Regions from separate parts of the Rattus norvegicus genome. Here region 1 is linked to region 2. Evidence: chromatin contacts called from public Hi-C data. All regions are on one chromosome and are shown on one strand. Each heading gives the region's core, a stretch centred on a gene start, on an enhancer-like site or on the middle of the called end of the contact. The rest is flanking DNA. Distances are from core to core; before and after follow the strand shown. Region 1 overlaps Cry2 (cryptochrome circadian regulator 2). Region 2 holds the start of Pex16 (peroxisomal biogenesis factor 16).

The links. A called contact is a pair of places that touch in the nucleus more often than the background predicts.
Region 1: a Hi-C map of liver shows a contact between it and region 2, with 2.0 times the contacts expected there. The contact joins the enhancer-like site here to the promoter of Pex16 in region 2. A contact is called at or near these places in 2 of 12 Hi-C or Micro-C datasets (both in liver).

Annotation. Positions count from the first base shown.
Region 1 is chr3:98,835,318-98,840,661 of GRCr8, reverse strand. Cry2 (cryptochrome circadian regulator 2) reads left to right here. Exons shown (of 12, transcript NM_133405.2): 7 at 889-1,200; 8 at 1,410-1,561; 9 at 1,684-1,886; 10 at 2,141-2,233; 11 at 3,050-3,197. The coding sequence ends at 3,195. Among named protein-coding and RNA genes, the nearest start is that of Mapk8ip1, 18 kb to the right of the region's middle. Within about 2 kb of position 2,976, at least 60 of the 93 cell types and tissues checked have an H3K27ac peak or open chromatin away from gene starts, as enhancers often do. A contact at or near this core is called in liver, where this site is marked.
Region 2 is chr3:98,799,981-98,805,161 of GRCr8, reverse strand. It overlaps Pex16 (peroxisomal biogenesis factor 16), which reads right to left and starts at 2,417. Exons shown (of 11, transcript NM_001012088.2): 1 at 2,210-2,417; 2 at 1,979-2,014; 3 at 1,171-1,247; 4 at 701-834; 5 at 470-570. The coding sequence starts at 2,321. It also overlaps a transcript of Large2 not described here.

The sequences.
Region 1 (5,344 bases), core at 1,727-4,226, 35 kb before region 2:
GTGAGCTCGCTGAGCTTCAGCCCTGCTGTCTAGCAGGCCTGGTTTCTACGCTGTCTTCCATCCCCTCTGACTCTTACAGTCTTTTCATCTCCTCTTACAAAGAGCTCCCTGAGCCGAGGGGAGAGATTTGATGGAGACATTCCTATTTAGGACTGAGAATCCTGAAGTGTCTCACTCTCTGACTTTGTCCAGTTGTGGGTCCCTGTATTTGTTCCCATCTACTGCAAGAGGAAACTTCTAATGATGGCAGAGCAAGACACTCTATGACTATCTGAATGTCACTGGGAGTCATTTTATTGCTACATTCCTTTAACAAAATGGTAATGTTTGGTTTTCCTATAGGTTCGTGGCCCCTGGGCAGTGTCAGGGATGGCCTCATCTCATGGAGTGGGTCTTGAATTCACGTTGTACCAGTGTGTTACAGGCAGGCCACCATTGTAGACCAGAGGGTTTGCAACTGGTAGCGTGCAGAGCACTGTGAGCTCTCATTAGTAGGGGAAGGTGCTAAGTAGACACCACTCGCCCTCTCTAGGTTCAGTGAGTTGTTTAGCTGTTCAGATTTCATGTTTTTAGTTGCTGACGATGTGTAACATCCCATCAGGTTTCTAGAAGGTAGAGCCACAGGATTCAGAGTAGTCTTGAAGAATTTGGTTCCCGTGACAGTTCCATGGCACCACTTATTCCCCCAACCCACCGCTTAAGCCATTCCTGTTGCCCAGGGCAGGGCTGCATGTTGCACACTGTGAATCTTTGAAGTATCGACCCTCTATGCACCTCAGGGATTTGGAGCCACGGCTCTTGGGAGACACTCCAGGTTGTTCTGTGCAGGAGACACAGTGCTAAGAGCCAGGCAGGCTCTCATCTCTGTGTACTGTGCCCTCCTCTTAGGTGAAGAGGAACAGCACACCCCCCCTCTCCTTATTTGGACAACTCCTATGGCGAGAATTCTTCTATACAGCGGCCACCAACAACCCCAGGTTTGACCGAATGGAGGGGAACCCCATCTGCATCCAGATCCCCTGGGACCGCAACCCCGAAGCCCTGGCCAAGTGGGCCGAGGGCAAGACAGGCTTCCCTTGGATTGACGCCATCATGACCCAACTGAGGCAGGAGGGCTGGATCCACCACCTGGCCCGGCACGCTGTGGCCTGCTTCCTCACCCGAGGGGACCTCTGGGTCAGCTGGGAGAGCGGGGTCCGGGTGAGTGCAAACTGGCCTGAACCCTGTGACCAGGCCTAGCCAAGGGCAGCTCCTTGTAGGCTGGGGCTGGGGTGGGATTCCTGGGTCCAGGAGATCCCTCTGCATCCTCTGGGCCCTCAACAGAAGGCTTTGGCGCCCTGAGGGTATTACAGATTTGGAAAGAACCAGAGGCGTCGGGTTTCCAAGGAGGCTGGTTTTCCCCCATCTAGGTATTTGATGAGTTGCTCCTGGATGCAGATTTCAGCGTGAATGCAGGCAGCTGGATGTGGCTGTCCTGCAGTGCTTTCTTCCAACAGTTCTTCCACTGCTACTGCCCTGTGGGCTTTGGCCGACGCACGGACCCCAGTGGGGACTACATCCGGTAAGGATGCACACCAGACTCTTTGACTCTGGACCACTGTGGCCTCCTCCTGGACTGGGGTACCCTAGACCCTTTAAAGAAGAGTCACAGTGTGCTGACACATTACCTGATGTGTGTTTCAGGCGATACCTGCCCAAACTGAAAGGCTTCCCCTCTCGATATATCTATGAGCCCTGGAATGCTCCCGAGTCGGTTCAGAAGGCCGCTAAGTGCATCATTGGCGTGGACTACCCACGGCCCATCGTCAACCACGCAGAGACTAGTCGGCTCAACATTGAGCGGATGAAGCAGATCTACCAACAGCTGTCACGATACCGGGGGCTCTGTAAGGACCCCTCCCCCACTGGCATGTCACTCACCAGGGAGGGCTTGACCTGAAAGCTTGTGCAGGTGTTTGCTGCCCCCAGGCCGTGGTAGACACTGCAGGCTGGGCCAGGGTGGGCTGCTGAAGCAGCTGTGGGATGTTGGAAAAGATGGAGACTGTGTCCTGGTCCTGCGCTCCTGGCTCATTTGTCTCCCATGACTTGCAGCCCTCTTAATCTTGTGTGTGTTCTGACTACCCTTTACTTAATCCCCCAGGTCTGTTGGCATCTGTCCCTTCCTGTGTAGAAGACCTCAGTCACCCTGTGGCAGAGCCTGGTTCTAGCCAGGCTGGGAGCATCAGCAACACAGGTGACCAGTCTGTGGCCTGTGCCACCACCACATTAGTCATTCAGGGCTGAGGCCAAGAGAACACTTGGCTGGGGAGGTTGATATCCCACCTAGGCACAGTCAGACAATCAAGTAAGGACATTCACCTAAGGATTTTAGAGGGAAGTAGCGCTGAGTGCTTGATGTGGGACTGGGGACAGGGCTCCTTTAGGATCAGCCTGAGGGCACCTCTTTAAGCACTGTTTAGCATCATCTTGATAAGAACCACGAAAGGAAGTAGCAAGAAGGCCCCAAAAGCAGGCTTGAACAGAGCCCACTCTAGGAGCAGAAGGATCAGAATCAGGGATGAGGGGAGCAGGGCAGCTTTGGCACAGGCTGCCCTGCCTTCCTGCACTGAAGGTAGTCAGCAGGGCAAGGCAAAACCCCACTGCCTGCCACAGAAACAGTAAACAATGGGGAGATGAGGAGGAAGGTGGCTCAGGGTGTGGGCAGGAGAAGCGGCAGGAAAGAGCAAGGGTGCTGGTCAGTTTGGGATGCTCCACAACATAAAAGTTGCCAAAACCCTGGGATTTTCCCAGGACTGCAAAGGAAAGCCTTACCCTCCGAGCAAGGACTGCTCTGTGCCACATCAGTCTCTGGCCCGGAGCCAGGGATCTGCGCAGCAGAAGTTGGCCCACTGCCAGCAGGCTGGGCCAGGCCTCCTCCTGCAGCCAAGTGAGGTCACCGCTGAAAAGGAGGTCAGGGCAGGGCTCCCTTCCCCAAGAGCAGTCACTGCACAGCACGAGACCATTGCGGTATGTAACCATGACTTGTTTCTGTGTGGGTCACTCTCCACAGGCCCCAGACCACTGTCCAGTGGCCCAGCCTCCCCCAAACGCAAGCTGGAAGCAGCTGAGGAACCTCCAGGTGAAGAACTGAGCAAGCGGGCTAGAGTGACAGTGACTCAGATGCCTGCCCAGGAGCCACCAAGCAAGGACTCCTGAGAGTGAGTCCGCGCAGAGGGGGGCAGGCTGTGGTTTAAAAAGCTGTCGCTTGCCAGATGGAGGTTCAAACAGCAAAACAGATCAAAATCTTATGGGGGTCCTATTTTAGCTCAAAATCCCACCATTCTGGCTTTCATACCTTCTAAACCAGTAGTTCTCAACCTCGTAATGCTGCAGCCCTCAAATGCAGTTCCTCACATCGTGGTGACCCGAACCATAGAGTTAATCTCATTGCTACTTCAGACATGTAAGTTTGCCCCTGTTGTGACTCATCATGTAAGCATCTGAGAGTCAAGGTATCTAATATGCAGTGCCCAAAGGGGTCACAGCCCACAGGTTGAGAACCACTCCTCTAAACCTTTATTGGAGGGGAGGGGGTGGTTCGTTTATTTGTTTGAGACAGAGCTTCACTGGGTAGTTGAGGATAATTTTGGACCTGTAGCAATCCTCCTGCCTCATACTCCTGAGTGCTGGAATTTCAGATGTGAGCCACCATGTCTAGTTTACCCTCTAAAACTTAAAAGGAGAAAAAAAATGTTTTTAAGGACGAAGGGTTTATTTTGGAAGAAATAAATTTAGAAGTTGAAACCCTTTGATTTATGGCAAGGGTGAAGTGGGAGAGGGGGTAGTTTTGTTCTTTTTGTTTCCTTGACCTTTCTGGCTCTTAACATGAGCAAAACATGAGGTCCTGATGTGAGGCTATGAAGCAGTGGTGGGAGGCTGTGTTCTGTAGGCAGGCCACAGGAGGGCGACACTGAGGTTCAGATGGCAGGAAAGGGCTCAGCCCAGCCTTGGGGGATCAGAGGGCCCAGTTGTCTCTGCCTCTGCTTGCAGGGTCTCTTCTCTTCTCACTGGAGCTCATCTTTCTGCATCCGCAGTCATTCACAGAGGAAAGAGGCAAACAGAGAGGGAGGGCGTGTCAGTGTCAGCCTCCGCCCTGTTCCTCCTTCCCGAGGCAGGAAGGTTTCTAGGCCAGCACTGGAGAAGTGTAGGTCGCCATCCTCCCAGTCAGGCTGTTCCCGACACCTGCATCAGTAGATTGGAGGTGCTTTCCACCATGGAACTGCTTGGGTCTTCTCTGGTCCTGATCACTCAGGGCCTCCCTCAGCGGGGCTTCTGCAGTGTCTTGGTTTATGTGCTTATCCAGGTGGCAGGCACTTAGTGCTTTGTCCTCTAGACATTGCCAGCAGGAGGACAAGGTTGTGCTGCCTTGTCCCTGGAAGAGCCACCACCATAGATGCCATGTTCTCTGTGGTGCTAAGCACAGAGTGTGATAGCTAATGAATTTGCTTGGTTAACTTCCTGCCAGGCTGGTGCTGAAGGACAGGAATTCCTGCAGAGCTGCTGGTCTTCCATATGCATATGTACTGGTCAAAGAAGCTGGGTTCTGATGTCAGTGAAGAATGGCAGCAGCAGCAGCAGAGTAGATGCCCTTAGCAGCAAGGAGCTCAGTCAGACAGAAGCAGCCCTGCTTTTCCCTCGGATCTCCATATCTGGGCTACTGCTGTAAGGCACCGCCCTGGGGAGACTCCTACCCTTCAGTTAGACCTTCTAGAGCATGTCCACACAGACCCACTTGGAGACAAGTCCCTTGCTCCCAAATCCAATCAAGATGACAACTAATATTAACCCTCATGTCTGTGAAATGCTTTGTAGCTCTTGTCACCTGCCCTACTGTTGGGGCACACAGACTAGGATGTCAAGGAGAAAGTCAGAAGTTTTATCTGAAAAGTCTAACTGAGAGAAGCACACAGGCAGAGGGAGACTCAGAGAGGCCTTGCATGTGCTTCCAAGTGACTTTGATCACATGACTGGTGGGTCACAGAGAGGAAGGAGGCTGTGGGCCCAGTCAGTTGTGTGGATGGGAAGATGTGTCCCCTTCTGCCTATCTCTAGTCATGTGACTTGGACTTGAGGCCAAGGGTCTGAGTGATCCTTCCCCGAGTTCAGTCTCTTAGCTCTGCTCTGCAGCACTGAGATCCTGCTGTTAATGAGCAGTCATTACACTTTAAATCAGTACTCCAGAAAAACATCTCTAGCTTCCATGCTCACCTTAAACCCATGCCAACCGAATGTTCTACATTTAGTTTCCACAATGTTCACTAAACTGAAAAGAGAAAACACTGAGCTTCCAAATAGCAATCCTGTCA
Region 2 (5,181 bases), core at 1,168-3,667:
CCATATTCTTTCAATGTGGGAGGCACATCACTGTCCCTGTTCAAGGTAAGGGGAAAGACTGAGGCTGACGGAGGGGCCCAAAGCAGCCAGGCGCCCTGGCCCTGCCTCTTGAGGCTACGGTTCAGGACACAGAACCAGGACCAAACATTTTGGCAGGACGCCTACCTTGTGCTGATGCTCTATCCCTAGTTCCTGCAGCCCACAACAGAGAAGGAGGATCTTGAACAAGTCCCAAGTGCAGGGACGGGAGTGTAGCTCAGTGGTAGAGCACTTGCCTCACATGTACAAGACACTGGGTTTGAGCGCCAGGATCTCAAACATAACCCCCCAAGTTTAAGTTCTAATTTTCCTCAAATCTTGTCTTTGTCTTCCTTATGGAATAAATGAGTGCTGAGCTGACAGGAAGTGTGCTCCAGAACTACAGAGAAGCCCCACCTCCCACTCCACTCCGGGTAGAGAAGCAGCTTACCCAAGGGCTGTGCCTGGGTCTCCCTGTCCAGTGGCACAATGGGGGGTGATGTCTGAATGCCAGTCTTGAACCAGATCAGCAAGAACATGCGCAGGACTGCCCTAATTGGGGGATTATGGCGCAGTTAGGGGAAAGTGGCTAGAAGGCCGGCAGCAAGGCTGCTCTGCTGAGCACCCTCATTGCTGGACTGGGTCACCCCACCAGAATCCTGCCCTCCACAACCCAACCTACTTGGCCAGCTGGATGAGAGCAATGACGAGCCAACGGCCTACTTCGCCCCACACCTTGGCAGCCCCCATCTCCATGAACACCTCCACACATTCCAGTACACTCAGCCATGTCAGCAACTTCTGCTGGGACAGCGACTGCAAGAAGCCCAGAGGTCAGGGAGCTTCTCTGGCCCCAAGTGCTGTCCTAGAGAAAGAGGGCTGCTCCAGCAGGTGGGGACGTCCCCCTTTCTAAACCTGAATTCAATTCCACTGAGTTCTAACACCTGAGTTCAATTCCACTGCTACCAGGCTGGCTGGCCTGGGACAGGCCTTTCTAGCTCTCTAAAACTTCATGCGTGAGACAATTGGTCTGAGGCTCACGTGGACGTGCCTCACACGCTGAGACTACAACATGGCCACACATGCTGGTCATTACTGTTTTCTTCCCAAGTCCCTGAGCTCCCCACCCTCAGCTCCTGGTAAAATTCTCACCACAGGCAACTTTTTTCGAAGCTCCTTCCGAAGGATCCCGTCATTGAGCAGCACAAGCAGGTTAGAGGCAGAGTACACTGAGAAGCAGAACGTGGTCTTAAGAGGCTGGCTCTGTTGTGGCCTTCACCCCTCTCACCTTTACCCCAGAACTCTACCAATCACAGCTACCCACAGACTGTGTGGAAACCAACAAGCCTCTCCTCCCACCTCCTCAGAGCCCCATTCTCTCCAAGATGACATCTGAGCCAATAAGAAATGAGCTGATTAGAGTGACAAGCCAGCCCTTGCTCTGCTGGACAGCACCGGTTACTGAGCTGCTCAGAACTGCCTGTCATGTTCCAAACAGCCAAGTGCGTGGCCCCACCACCCCCACCTTTGCTCTCTGCAGATGGTCCCCCTGAAGGGCTACATCACACCTCCCTTTCAAAACCTGCCTCATCCTTTCACAAGCTTCACTATCCCACTAAACAAACACTGCTGAGGACTTAAATGGCATGGAGGTTGTGACATTTGAATATTGGCCCTGACAGCAAGGACTTTTCTCCAGCCTCACTGAACTTTCATTCCCTTAACAGAACAACAGAACCTCTCTTATACTTAGAGGACTGATGACTAGCAAGGTCAGGAAAGTTGCTTAATCCTGAGCAAAACTAGTTGCGAATAGCCAGTCAAAGTCCTCACATGTCTCCTAACTCTGGAAACACCAAGTGTACTGGACAGTGGACAGCTGATCTAGAGGGAAGCTCAGGACCTACAGCCAGGGTTCCTCTGGAAGCCTTCTCTCTCCCCAGCCCAGAGTTCAACTCACCCAACTCAGACAGCTCGTGGGAATCGGAGAAGCGACCTAGGGAAGAAGGTATAGAAGGCGTTGGTGAGGCGTTTCTTTTACCCTGCAGCTTTGGGTTTCCTAGTGTCCTATACGCCACAGGAACCTGGACAGAAGTCAAGCACTGTGACCACTACCATGGGTCAGCAGGAAAAGGGCCATAGGGTTCATGGTCAGGGACCCGAAGAAATGGGTCAAAGGTCAGTGTGGTACCTGCCAGCAGGTAACTGAGGCCCCGCACAGCCGTCTCCAGCTGGGCCGTGGCGGCTGGATGACGAGTCACGTACTCCTGGTAGCGTAGGCCCAGAAGCCGCAGCTTCTCCATCCTGCTCTGGCCACCGACAAGTCCCACCGGCCGACAGCACTGCTGGCAGCGGCGCCCTGCGTCCTGAGCCCTCCTTCCTGCTTCCGGCCCTAGGCCCGCCTCCAAGTTGCTCAACTTCCGCAGCCCAGGACTACTTAGACGCGCGGAACCCTTGAACGCCCCTTCACCCCATCTCTAGCGCCTCCTCCCCGCGACTGTGAGCTCCCACCCTCCCTCCTTCCAGCCATTGGCTCCTTCACTCTCCGCCCTGAAGCTCCCTAGAGCCTCCGGCACCCAATCTTCAGCCTTCTTGGTTGGCTGTCTTGGCGCCTGCGCAGTTACAGCTTGACGGCAGCCTAAACAGTTCATACTAGAGAAGGGCGTACGAAGCCTCAGACTTTGTCAGCAGATCGCCGAGAGCTCGAACGGGAGGTTCGGGAAGCAAAGAGCTTGGGGTTTAAGGCACAGGGAACCTCGAAACTGTTGTAAATGGGTCTCAGCAGCCGTCAGTCTCCAAAAACCGGTGCCCGGGAAACAGGCAAACCTAGCCAGCAGATTTAGGACAATGGTTTCGGCTCCAGCTTCTTCAGAACATGTGGACCCCCAAAACCCGTACCCGATGACAACCTACGCGGAGAATACCCTGCCTATCCCTTTGCTCTCCATTTAGGGGTGACCCTGCGCATTAGCTTTCCTGATCTGCACCTCGGGTTTCATCTACAAATTATTTGGGCCCGACTTGGACCTTGAACTCGGAACGAATCCCAGCATTTTCTGGCCCTTGGATGCACTTCCAGGCTCTCAGCTGTGCCCCAAGGGTTGGTGGTAACTCCTAAGGATCCATTCCTGAACAGAGCTACAAGGCTGCCTAGAGTCCAGGTGCTGCAGAAGAGGAGGGAGGGAATCGCTCCTGGGAGGCAGTTGATTGGCTGTGGGAAGAGGGGGCTTGGCAAGTCTGCGCCATTGCGGACTCCCCCCGCGAATATATGGTATACAAAGAATTGTAATACATTTATTTAATACCCTGTAGATATTATCTTCAGACAAGGGCAGAATATGTCCAATTACGCCCCTCCAGTATATTACATGCATGTACGAGAATGTCATATGAAACCCATTATTTTGGTTTGCTTGTTTTAAGACAGGATCTCACGGTGTATCCCTGGCTGGTACAATACATAGAGATCTGCCCTAAGTCTGCCTCCCAAGTGCCGGGATTATAAGGCATGTGCCAGCACAAGAGGCGAAGCACATTGTTTTGTACAATTAGCATACACTAATAAAAATTCTCATAAGGGAGCTGGAGAGATGGGCCAGGGGTTAAGAAATGCTCATTCAGTAATCTTTAAAAGCTGGGCATGATGCTAGAGAGATGACTTGGAATAAAAGAGCACTCGTTTTTGCAGAGGACCCATATTGGTGGCCTGCAACCCTCCATAATTCCAGTTTTAGGGCATTCAGTGCCTTCTTATGATCTCTGCAGGCACAAATGTGATTATACATAAAGACATGCAGGCCAAACTCATATTCACACAATGAAATAAAATTTAAAATAAAAAGCTGGACTTAGCGCCACATCCCTGTAAGTAATTCCAGCACTCTGGAGTCAGTCAAGAGGATGGTTGCAAGTTCAAAGGCAGCCTCTCCCATGTAGTGAGTTCCAGGTTAGCCTGGGCTAGAGTAAGACTTTGTTTTTAAAAATCAAATCTAAGTTAATTTTTAAAGTGCCTGCTGTGTCATGACTGAAATGCTGCTGTGGTCTTAGCCAGAGCAGGGCCATTTTAAGCAGCACACTCACCAGGAAGTCACAACATACCTCCACTTCTTTCCCTTTCTTTTTCTTTTTCCTTTTCTTTATGTATGTGAGGACACTGTAGCTGTCTTCAGACACACCAGAAGAGGGCATCAGATCCCATTACAGATAGTTGTGAGCCACCATGTGGTTGCTGGGAATTGAACACGGGACCTCTGGAAAACCAGCCAGTGCTCTTAACCACTGAGCCATCTCTCCAGCTCCTCTTTCCCTTTCTTTAATCAGTGTGGAGCCAAGCTCCCGCTGTTGCCAACCACACTCATGCCAGTGTCAGCAAAGTTTCACGGAAAGGTGTGGTAAGCCTCAGAAGAGTCTGTGGTATGGGCACTGTGAAGTCTTCCTTCACCCTGTCCTGAGGCCTCACATGCTCCTGGCCCTACTGGTAATTGTGATGGTTCCATCTTCATTGTCGGCTTGGTAGGTTTAGAATCACTATAGAAACATCTCTGAGTGTGTCCATGGATGTGTTTCCAGAAACACTGAATCCAGAGGCCTCAGTCTGGATATTTGTACCCTAAGAGTCCGGAGCTGAATGAAGGAGAAAGCAAGCTGTGCACCTGCATTGTCTTTCTCTGTTCCCTGACTGTGTATACAATGTGGCCAGCTGTCTGTGGCTTTTGAAATCACGGCCTCCCTGCTATGATGCATTCATTAAATCCTTAAACTGTGAACCAAAATAAATACCCACTTAAGCTTACTCTGCCAGGTGTTTCTTTTGTCACATCGTTAAGAAAAGTAAGTCATACATCAACCTTGTCTGATTGGTGGGAACTCTCCCACAGATGAAGCCCAGGGAGGCTCAACTGCTTAGCCTAGGTAGCACAGCAAGACTCTGACCAAAAAGGCTCATGGCAATGTCTTCTAGCTCAGAAGGCATGACGAGGCAAGCTTGGCTTAGGAACTTGCCTCAGGAAGTCATTGAGTTTACTACCTTTGGGGCCACTCCTCCAGCTCTCTGCCCAGCTGAAGTGAAGGTGTGTGTGTTTGTACTTGTGTGTACATGTCGGCAAGTTCTTAGGTGCAAGATTTCATCAGATGGTCTTTTGTTCTGGGGAGGAAAGATAGGCC